Linked DNA regions of Mus musculus: regions 2 and 3 are each linked to region 1. The links are chromatin contacts, called in public HiChIP or PLAC-seq maps. All regions are on one chromosome and are shown on one strand. The core of a region is the stretch at or near the end of the contact, and the rest is flanking DNA. Distances in the headings are between cores, read along the strand shown. Region 1 has its middle 20 kb from the start of Mrpl46. Region 2 holds the start of Det1 (de-etiolated homolog 1 (Arabidopsis)). Region 3 overlaps E430016F16Rik (RIKEN cDNA E430016F16 gene).

Region 1 (3,195 bases), core at 502-3,001:
GCAATGGAATCCCAGCCCTTCTCTGCCTCCAAACCAGGGGATGCAGGTTCTCTGCAGCCAGGACTTTGAATTATGCACTTGTGGCAGAGTGCAATCTCCTGAAGCTGTCTAAAGGGGAGGAAGCGGAACAGGGTGATGTACAGGGGCAAAGCACATGGATTTTGGCTCTAGCCCACCTAGTACGAATTCACTGTCACCGTATGACCCTTAGCAAGTCATCCTTACCTTCTGTGGTTGTTACGTGGAATGAGTGTGTTTATTTAAATTAAAAATTGTTTATTTATCTACGCGTACAGATGCAGCAGTGCGTGTGTGGAAATAAGAGGGCAACTTAGACTACGTGGGTTCCTGAGACTGAACAGAGGCTGTCAAGCTTGGAAGCAAGCACCTTTACCTGCTCAGCCATCTTGCCGGCCCAGATGTGCTTTTTTAAAAAAATCGTTCATTCATTCATTCATTCATTCATTCATTCATTTTGTAGTGCTGGGGGGTTGAACTCATAGACTCACGATGCTATGCAAACACTTTAGCACTGAGCCACACCTGTAGCCCTTAAGTGTCTGCATTTAAAGAAGAATCTTCTACCTGTTGCCAGGGCCCCATTCATTCTGTCTATGAGTGAGGTTGTAGTGGATCCCTCACACCCGTGGCGTGCTGGTAGGTAAGCATTTGGAGGTGGTGGATGGGTGGTAGGTGTCCTTGATATGGTACCTCATGCTGATTTCCTTGGTGTAAATACTCCCGTCAGGGTTAGCTTTGAGGTCCCACTCACTGCAGAGCTGAGAAGAGGGGCATGCTAGTAGCTGTAAAGAGTTGGTTCCAGTGATGCTCAAGCCTGTGGCCCATGGGTGGGAGGAGGTTCCGTAACAAGTATTCCATGGCACAGATGTAGCTCAGAGGTGGAGAGTGCTTGCCTTGCATACGCAAGGCCCTGGGTTTGGTGCCAGCACTGGAAATAAAATGACAGGTGTTCATACTGGTTGGTAAATGGTCACTATTTCAAGAGCCCCTCCCTTATCCCATTAGCCTTGGCCTTCCTCCAGTGAGCATCTTAACCTCTCAGTCATCCATCTACCACAACAGTGGGCCCGAGTCAGTGATCTAGTCAGTGCTACTCCTGGTTGATCATGGCTGAACTGGACCAGTAGATAAATGACTTGGGTATCACAGGCCTGTGTCCCCCAAGATGTTATGTTCGTTTATCTAGTGTCCCTGACTTATGGGCGTGCTTCATTGCTGTCAGCTACTTTCTGAGACCTCCTCCCCTTGCAGTCTCAAAGAATGGCTATAAGACAAGGGACAAACGTTGTATCTGGAGTCTGAACTGGTGTAATTGGAGGTGTCTATCCCCATTAGAATAGAGTCGTACATGGTTTGCTTAAATGATTAAAAATGCAATCAATATGACCAGCTTCACTGGCTTGGAGTATCATATTTCTTTTATTTCTCCAATTAGCTGCTTGAGCAGGCTTGATTATTCAAAAGTTTATTTAGGATTGCTCTTTTGAGGCTTTTTGCCCCATTGAGTTGTTGGCTCCTTATGAAGGAAGTAGTCCTAGTTTCAAACGCCAGGCAGAAAAACAATTCGAGTCAGATCAGTTGGCTGGCTGGCAGGTTGGGTTGGTGGCTTTGCTCAGGACTCAGAGCCTGAGTGATGTGCCAAAATAGTTGGATGCAGGCAATTGGGAGCAAGGCAGGCATAGAAACGGGTGGGATGGGCTGGAGGTGTCAACAGAGTGTGGTGAGGTCTGTGGTGAAGTGTGTGTCTCACGAGCCAGCTGTGGCCACGTAGGAGCGTGGGCCCAAGGTTAACGGTCTGTCTTGTATTTTCAAAGGAAACCACATATGTGTGGGGATTTGTTTTTGAGACATAGTTGGCATCCAATAAAACACAAAGTTAATGAGTTTTCACATATGTGTCCATTCTATGTATGTAAGCCTAATCCATGTAAAGATCTGGTCGGTTCCCACCCCCAGAAATGCCCTGCCTGTTTGGTTCTGGTCACTGGGGTGACTGTTGCCTTGAATAGACAGAGATGAACTTCCTTTGCCCTTAGAGCTCCTGTGGTAACGTCACAGTCTATATCCTCTCACAGCCACCTTTTCTTAAGCCTTTTCTAGATTTATGTGCATTTTGTTTTTGTTTTTATTTTGTTTTAAGACAGGTTCTTACTATATAACCCAGGCTGGCTATGAACTCTCAATTTTCCTGCTTCAGCCTCTTAAAACATTAGCTTTCTGTGCCCAGCTCCACTGTCAGGATTTATTCGTGTTGCACGAACCACTGGGTCATTCCTTTCTGTGGCTGAGTATGACAAAATTCTCAAATTTGTCTGTGCACGCTCTCGCTGAGGAACACATGTCTGGCATGTTCCTTCCCAACTACTATGGACTTTGGTGAACAAAGCTACCGTGAACTTTCCAAGAGTCTCTTTTTGTACACACAGGCATTCATTTTATCTTAGAGGCATACATACACATGAGTGGGCAGGGAGATTGGTGCATGTAACTGGTTCGATTCCTTAATGATCACATCCATTTACACTGCTGCAGTGTGGGGGAGCTCTGGTGGCTCCCCTCTTCGTTGGCACTCTTGGCCATTCCAATGACTGTGCAGTGGAACCCCAGTGCGAATTTAACTTGTGTTTCCTCAATGAATGATGAGTTGGTCATTTTGACATATATTTTTTGGCCAGTTTGTTTTCTGGAGCTGAGGAGTTCCTTAGTAGTAGACATCTTGCCTAGTAGGTGAGAGATGGATTGATAGCATTGCAAGAAAAAAAAAATAAGGAAAACCAACCAACCAAACTCCTTCTAGTTCAACTTCTTCTCTTCCTCTTTTTTTCCACCAAACTTGAGGTAGTTTGTCATTGTCATTATGGCTGTTGTTATTTTACGTTTGTTTACTTTGTGTGTGTGTGCACATGTGGAGGGTAGCCCTTGGGAGTTGATCCTCTCCTCCTACTATGTAGATCTGGGGATCTGACGCGGGTCTTCAGGCTGGGTGTAAGTGTCTTTACCCGATGAGCCATCTTGCTGGCCCTTATTGGTTTGCATCACATGTATATTACTTATATGTATTCTTTAGGCTTTATTTGGTTAGTAATTTTATTTTATTTTAATCCATTGTGGTCAGAGAACTTGCTGTATGATCTTAGGATTTTGAGATTTATCAATTTTTGGTTTATGTCCCAA
Region 2 (3,195 bases), core at 473-2,972, 84 kb before region 1:
ATCCTAAACAGCAGTTATTAAGGAACGCCTACCTTCAAACCCCAGGCCCAGAACTGAAGGAGCAGGCTTGAACTATTTCCAAGTTCAAAGCTTTTGCTAGTTTAAATTTATCCTTCTATCTGACCTCTCTACAACGAAGTCAGAACACTGTACACATTAGAGATGAAAAATACAAAAAGAAAAACCCAGACTCGGAGAAGCTGATGCGTGTCTTGAAGCCACATGGGGACCCACCTGTCCGAGTTGGGATCTGACCTGATGCCTTGAGTATTAGCACAGCCCTGTCCCATGTTTATTTTGCTTTGCTTTGGGGCAAGGTGTCATGTAGCCAAGGTCAACTTGCTGTGCAGCCAAGACAGGCCTTGAGCTACTGATTCCTCTGCCTCCCTTCCTAAATGCTGGGGTTATAATCTGTGGCCCCACCCCTACTGGCTCTTATTCTTGTATGAACTTGTGCAAGAGATGTATGTCCCCTTTGGGTCTCAGTTTCATCATGGGAAAGGAAGAGAGTTGTGGCTGGAAAGCTTTAGTAATATTTTATCAAGACTTCAAGTATTTAGGGCTAACAGGTTTAATACTTGGGATAACCTTAAGAGGCAGGTATAGTCATTTTCCAGAAAAAGGCATGAGGTTTCTAAAGCCAGCACCTAAGAATACTGAGCCTGGAAATGGTAGGACTGGGCCAGAAACCTATCATTCTCTTCATAGTCAGTCTATATCCCCAAGTCACCTTTCCCCTTTAGACCTTAATTTTCCTCTCTCCCTGGTCAAAGTCAACACATATCCCTTTCTCATGTGTTGGTCTGCAGAGATATTCATTCTCTGAGTCCTTTGGGTATGGAGAGGGTTGGGAGAGAGAGCAAGGCTCAACCTAGCCTCTAATTCTATATCCTATGTCTCAGAAGAGCTGGGGATATAGAATGGAGATGGCATGGGGGTCCAGAAGAGATAGACCACAATGGATTACTGATGGAATATTTACTGAGATTCTATAAGATGTCAAACCTTGTTATGGGGTGGGAGGTGGGGCTGGAACAGAAAATAAGACAAAAATCCCTGTTCTCAGTTTATAATCTACCAAAGGGAGGAGAGACACAACAAAGCAATACACATCAACAGAAACAGATATTTGACAGTGGTGGGTGAACAGTGGCGGTGGCTACCCAGAAGCCTTAAGAGAAGATATTTTGGGTTTGGTTTCCTGCCAAAGCATCAAAAATAAACCATACACCCAAATACAAACGCGCGCGCGCGCACACACACACACACACACACACACACACACACACACGCAAGCACAAAGGAGAGAAGCCACCGACTCACAGGGAAGAAATAGCTTGTAAGAAAAAAGAAAATTAAATGAAGTAACGTGTAGGTGAAAAGGCCAGTCAATGGTATTGGATTCATTTAGTACAGAAGCTTTTATTGTATCCCCACGTGCAACCACGAGCATGGAAAACGCAGTGACATGGTGCATGTATAATCCATCTTCCACCAGTATGCAAGAAGCAGGTGAAAACTTAACTCCTACTCATAGTAGTTATGAACGTGCCTTGGATCACTTGGTCCGGGGCTTATCCAGCCTCTATGGTCTCGATCTCTCCTCCGGACGCCAGGGTGCGCTGCGCCGCTCCTTAGCTGCATGGCGTCTCGATCTTCCGATCTTCCCTTCTCGCTGCGCAGCGCTTCCGGTAGCGGGCGGAAACCCGGGCTGGTGGCTGCCGACGCCGGGGTCCCGAGGCATGGTGGGGGCGGGGCCGGGGGAGGTGTGCGCGGAGCAGGCTAGGGCGACCCTTGCCCTGGCCCCATGAGCCAGGACTCGACAGGTGAGGACTTGCCCTTTGCGGCCCGCGAGAGCTCCGCGGCGGGCTCCTCCCCGCATGCTCGCCGGGTCTCAGGAGCTCCGGCCCCCGGCTTTGCCCGGGGAGGCCCCGCCCTGGGCTTTTCTTTCCGGGGGCGACCATGGGCATGTGTGTCTGCCTCTTGGCATCCTTTTCTTGTTTTGGAAGCAGTCGCCAAGAGTGTGGGGACATGTGCACTTGCTCCAACGAGGAATAAACCTTGCGTTCACACAATTAGTGACCCGCTTTAGCCAGGCTTTCGTTTCAGACCGCACCGCACCAAAGCGTCTACCATGTGCCAGCCCCAGGGCTGGAAGAGTATACCGCGGTGACCGAAGTAGACCTGGTTACTTCCATTAGAGAGGGTACAGTTCAACGAGGAGACTCAAACATTAAACACAACCATGCAAGCGACCGTGTAAATTAAAAAAAAAAAATGTGACAGATGACTAGAGAAAGAAACAAGAAAAAGATGAGTCCTTTAGGTGGGGTGGTCAGAAAGACTTCCCCAAAACTTGACACTACTAACGTTGCAACGAGAGAATTTATGGCGTGGACCGGAGAGAATGTCTTCCGGAAAATGAAAGTTCCCCTGTGGTTACCCACGTTAGCCAAGAAGATGGCTTGAGGTATGCCCACCGTTTAAGAAGGAAGCTTGCTACGTGTTAAGCACTGTGGTGGGCATACAACAGATAAGTGTATACTTGACCCAGAGAGATCACCATAAATATACACATTAGTAAAATACAGAGAGTTGCAATTGAGTGGCTAGTGTGTTGGAATCTATGTCTCACTAAGTGAAGGAAGGCCTTCAAAGACAGGATGATGAGGCTGATATTGGAGACAGTTCTCAAAGGTGAAGAATTTAGTGTCTACAAAAGACCAGATAGTAGAGTTCAGTGTGTGGTCTGTTGCAGTCACTCTGCTCTTTTCCTAGGGCTAAAGTGGCTCTAGGCAATATGCAAATGAGCGAGTGGCTTTCAGGGAAGGGTTCCTTCCAAAAAACAACCAGAGGTGGTAGTTTAGAGACCTGACTCCCTCTGGTCTGGCGGCTCTGCAAGCCTTTTAGATCTTTATCCAATGGATGTAGCTTGTATGAGGATAAGCTTGAAACAAAAGGATTGCAAAACAATACCCTGACTATGTGTTGTAAGGGTTTTGTTTGTTTTGTGGTCCTGGGGAATCTGTTATGCTGCTCTTTATGAAAGCCTTTGCCAGAACACTACTACCACCTCCAAGCTTTTGAGATAGATCTCTCTCTCTCTCTCTCTCTTTCTATTATTGATGTGCAAACCTTCTTTGTTGGCCATTTGTATTTGAATCTGGGTTTGTGGCTATTTGTCGAGTTCTAAGA
Region 3 (3,195 bases), core at 403-2,902, 70 kb after region 1:
TATAGTGTAGTGACCACAACATGATGGACTACATTGTACTACTCTTACATTGCCTGGGTTGGGGTGAGGCTGGCTGTATGGTACCCAAGTCTTCCATTAAGAGGATCAGAGCAGTGTCTTAAGCCAAGAGTGGTGACTCTGAGATATTTTGACCTGTGTTTAGAAATGGGTCTATTCTCTGTAGAGGGACTGTTGAGGGTACACGAGGCTGTTCCTTTCAGTTTTCATTCATTTCTTTTCAATGACAACTGAGCTAGGTGGACAATTATTCCCAGAATTCTCTCACCATGAGGGCATCTCTAGTCCTGCCCAACAGCTTTGCCTGTAGCTAAGATGTGGGCAGATTTTTGGCCTCACCTGTTTAAGCCACAACTTCATTCTTTTGGTACAGTGTGTATTGTCTCTTCCAGTAGCTTTAAAGGAGCAATAGCAAGGGCTGGCGATTCAACTCAATGCCATCTACTCTGTTCTGTCACTACCAGGGAAACTGAGGCAGAGCATAGGGCCTTCTCTGCTGGGTGATGGTATCTCACAATTCTTGGAAGCTTCAGTCCAATGAGAATGATCATGAATTCATTTGTATGGGACTTCCTTGAAGGTGAAAGCAGCTGTATATTGTGTGTAGCTGTATACCCATACTCTGAACTTTGGCATTTGGGATTTTAGACTTTATTTTTAATTATGTGTGTATGTATGTTTACATGCACACTTGCATGTGTGCACTCAGTCAGGTGCTTATGGAGGCCAGAAAACAGGTTTGATTTTTCTGGAATTGGAGTTTACAGGTGTTGTGATCTGCTTTTCATGGATGCTGGGAACTATAGGGAGTACTGTAGGCATAAACTTTTTTCAACTTACTTTAATAAGGTTTCAACCTCTTCCTCTACCCCACCACCTACCTGAGGTAGTGGAAGAGAAAAGTTATTAGGGTATGGGGGGAAGTAGATCTGTTTAGAAATAGTTCTTTGAGGTTGAGTCTAATCTTCATTGTTAGGATATCATAGTTCAGTCCAGTAGCAAACACCACATATGAACCAGCAGCTGCAGTCCAGTCTACTTGGCAGTCACCACATACAAACCAGTAAGGGCAGTTCAATCCAGAAGAAAGCACAAGGCTTGCCAACTGGCCTGAGGCTGTGGAAGTGGCAAGAAGACACAAGAAGCAGCAGGAACCTCATGAGAAGTTCTTTGGGGGAGTTTTTCTTTTTTCTTTTCTTTTTCTTTTTTTATTATTGGGTATTTATTTCATTTACATTTCCAATGCTATCCCAAAAGTCCCCCCACCCTCCCACACCCACTCTCCCACCCACCCACTCTGCGGGAGTTTTTCTTTATGAAGTTGGCAGAAGCTGAGCTCAGGAACACAATGTAAGGCAAACCAATACATGCATGCTGTCAGTGAAGAGTAGCTAGGTAGAGCTCGAGTTCCTATTGTCTGTGGGGTCATATTTATATTCCTTCTAGACATTATACATCCCTTTTCATATCTACTTTAGCAAGACATCCTTTTAGCTGTGTGCCCCAGCAAAGATATCATTTGACATAACTGACTTTCCAAAGAAACCAGAAGTTTACACTTCAAGGTACAGAGGTCTTTGTACTTACTTGGGGAACCACAATGTTAGAAACACAGGGTTTTCTCTTCAAAGGGAGAGAGGCATAATCTGTATTCTACCCAGAAGACTGGGAGCAGATGTGGTTAATAGCCTGGTAACCTTTGTGCTATTTCTGTGGCCACAATGAATCTTCCCCCAGTTCCTGAGCTCATTTCTCAGTTAATGTATAGAACCAATCTTTATGAAAGTTGTCACATGTACTTTACAAAGTAGTAGTCTTATGTAGGAGTAGTCTTTGATGTAGCCTTGTCTTAAGCTTTGTTTTCTGCATAGGATTGAGTTAACTATCATCAGGAAACTTTATTCCAAATTATGCTGTGCTAAAATAAACTACTCAGGGTCAGAATCAACACCAGCGACTGAGTCATTTTGAAATGGACTGCCTTCTTGCCTCCTGCAGACTGTTATTCTGTTGGTCATGATGTTTGAGGAGACTCCTGCAGGGAACCACATTCATGTTCTCCGCAAAAGCAGTGTGTGTGCTTACCTTCCCTCTAGTAGACACCACATTTGAGATCTTAAACTTCTTTTGAAAGCAATTCCAATCAAGGGAAGGCCCCATGTCCTTAACCTTCTCTGTGGCTAGAGATGGCCCTCTGGCAATAGGATCTCAGATATTTGGTGCTCACCTCTAAGTGCACACTCCTCTGTCATTCCATGGAGAGTCTAGCCTAAAAGCTAAAAACAACATCCTCTCCATCACTCTGTGCTTTGCAGCTGAGAAGGCTCGAGTATCTTGTCTGCTTTGTCCAAGGTCCCTTCAAATGGTAAGTGGCTAGATTCATACACAGGTCTCTTGTTCCAAGCCAATGGCTCCTTTCACTTCACAACCCCATTAATGGAGCTGTTTCCATTTCTTTGATGCTGGAAGAGAATCTTGGACATTCGAGTTGCAGAAGCAAAAGTGATGCCAGGGAAGTGATTTAGCCCAACTCTCTCATTTTGCAGAGGAAGGAACTCAATTCCCAAGTAAGAGTGGCTTAGTAGCTCATGACCTGTCTCTACCCTACAACTTCCTTTTTTTCCTTGAGACAAGGTTTTACTATGTAGCCCTGGCTGTCCTGGAATTTACAGTATAGACAAAGCTAGCCTTGAACTCACAGAGATCTGCCTGCCTCTGCCTCCCCTGTACTAGAACTGAAGATGTGCCTACCACACCTAGCTTATTTTACTTTAATTATATTCACATGAGTGTAGGTGCCCACACAGGCCAGAAGAGGTTGTTGAACCAATTGGAGCTTATAGGCAGTTTATGAGCCTTACAATGTGTATGCTGGGAACTGAACAATGGCTCTGTGAAAAGAGCACATGGAGTACATGTAATTATCTGCTGAGCCATCGCCCTAGTTCCACACAAGCTCTTTCAAGTTCTACTTCCTCCCCCCAAGTAGTTCAAGCCATGACAATATTTTCCTTATTTCTGTCCAGTTGGTTGCTGTCTGTGGACATCTCATCCTTGTTTCATAGCATCACCACCTAGACACTTCTCTGATCATCTTGTCTCTTGCAGGCTAGGTTTTGTGTTTTCTACTCATGTGATATACTGGACCTTATTGCCTTTAGGATATTACCATGTACA

What was found. HiChIP or PLAC-seq counts read pairs in DNA pulled down with a chosen protein or histone mark.
Region 2: an H3K4me3 HiChIP or PLAC-seq map of the SCID.adh cell line shows a contact between it and region 1, with 11 read pairs. The contact joins the promoter of Det1 here to the enhancer-like site in region 1. A contact is called at or near these places in 3 of 39 promoter capture datasets (the C10 cell line and liver), 1 of 484 Hi-C or Micro-C datasets (the C10 cell line), 1 of 115 datasets of contacts at active chromatin or transcription factors (the SCID.adh cell line) and 3 of 9 other capture datasets (adipose tissue, liver and pancreatic islet).
Region 3: a contact with region 1 is called in a BATF HiChIP or PLAC-seq map of CD8 T cells, with 6 read pairs. The contact joins two enhancer-like sites. A contact is called at or near these places in 2 of 15 datasets of contacts at CTCF or cohesin (CD8 T cells and large pre-B cells), 9 of 484 Hi-C or Micro-C datasets (CD8 T cells, bone marrow-derived DN3 thymocytes, effector CD8 T cells and 5 more) and 3 of 115 datasets of contacts at active chromatin or transcription factors (CD8 T cells, the SCID.adh cell line and thymic regulatory T cells).

What each region holds. Positions count from the first base shown.
Region 1 is chr7:78,761,772-78,764,966 of GRCm38.p6, reverse strand. No RefSeq gene overlaps it. Among named protein-coding and RNA genes, the nearest start is that of Mrpl46, 20 kb to the left of the region's middle. Within about 2 kb of position 1,751, at least 7 of the 459 cell types and tissues checked have an H3K27ac peak or open chromatin away from gene starts, as enhancers often do. A contact at or near this core is called in CD8 T cells and the SCID.adh cell line, where this site is marked.
Region 2 is chr7:78,845,738-78,848,932 of GRCm38.p6, reverse strand. Det1 (de-etiolated homolog 1 (Arabidopsis)) reads left to right here and starts at 1,722. Exons shown (of 5, transcript NM_029585.3): 1 at 1,722-1,826.
Region 3 is chr7:78,691,683-78,694,877 of GRCm38.p6, reverse strand. All of the region lies in intron 5 of E430016F16Rik (RIKEN cDNA E430016F16 gene), which reads left to right. Among named protein-coding and RNA genes, the nearest start is that of E430016F16Rik, 25 kb to the left of the region's middle. Within about 2 kb of position 1,652, at least 12 of the 459 cell types and tissues checked have an H3K27ac peak or open chromatin away from gene starts, as enhancers often do. A contact at or near this core is called in CD8 T cells and the SCID.adh cell line, where this site is marked.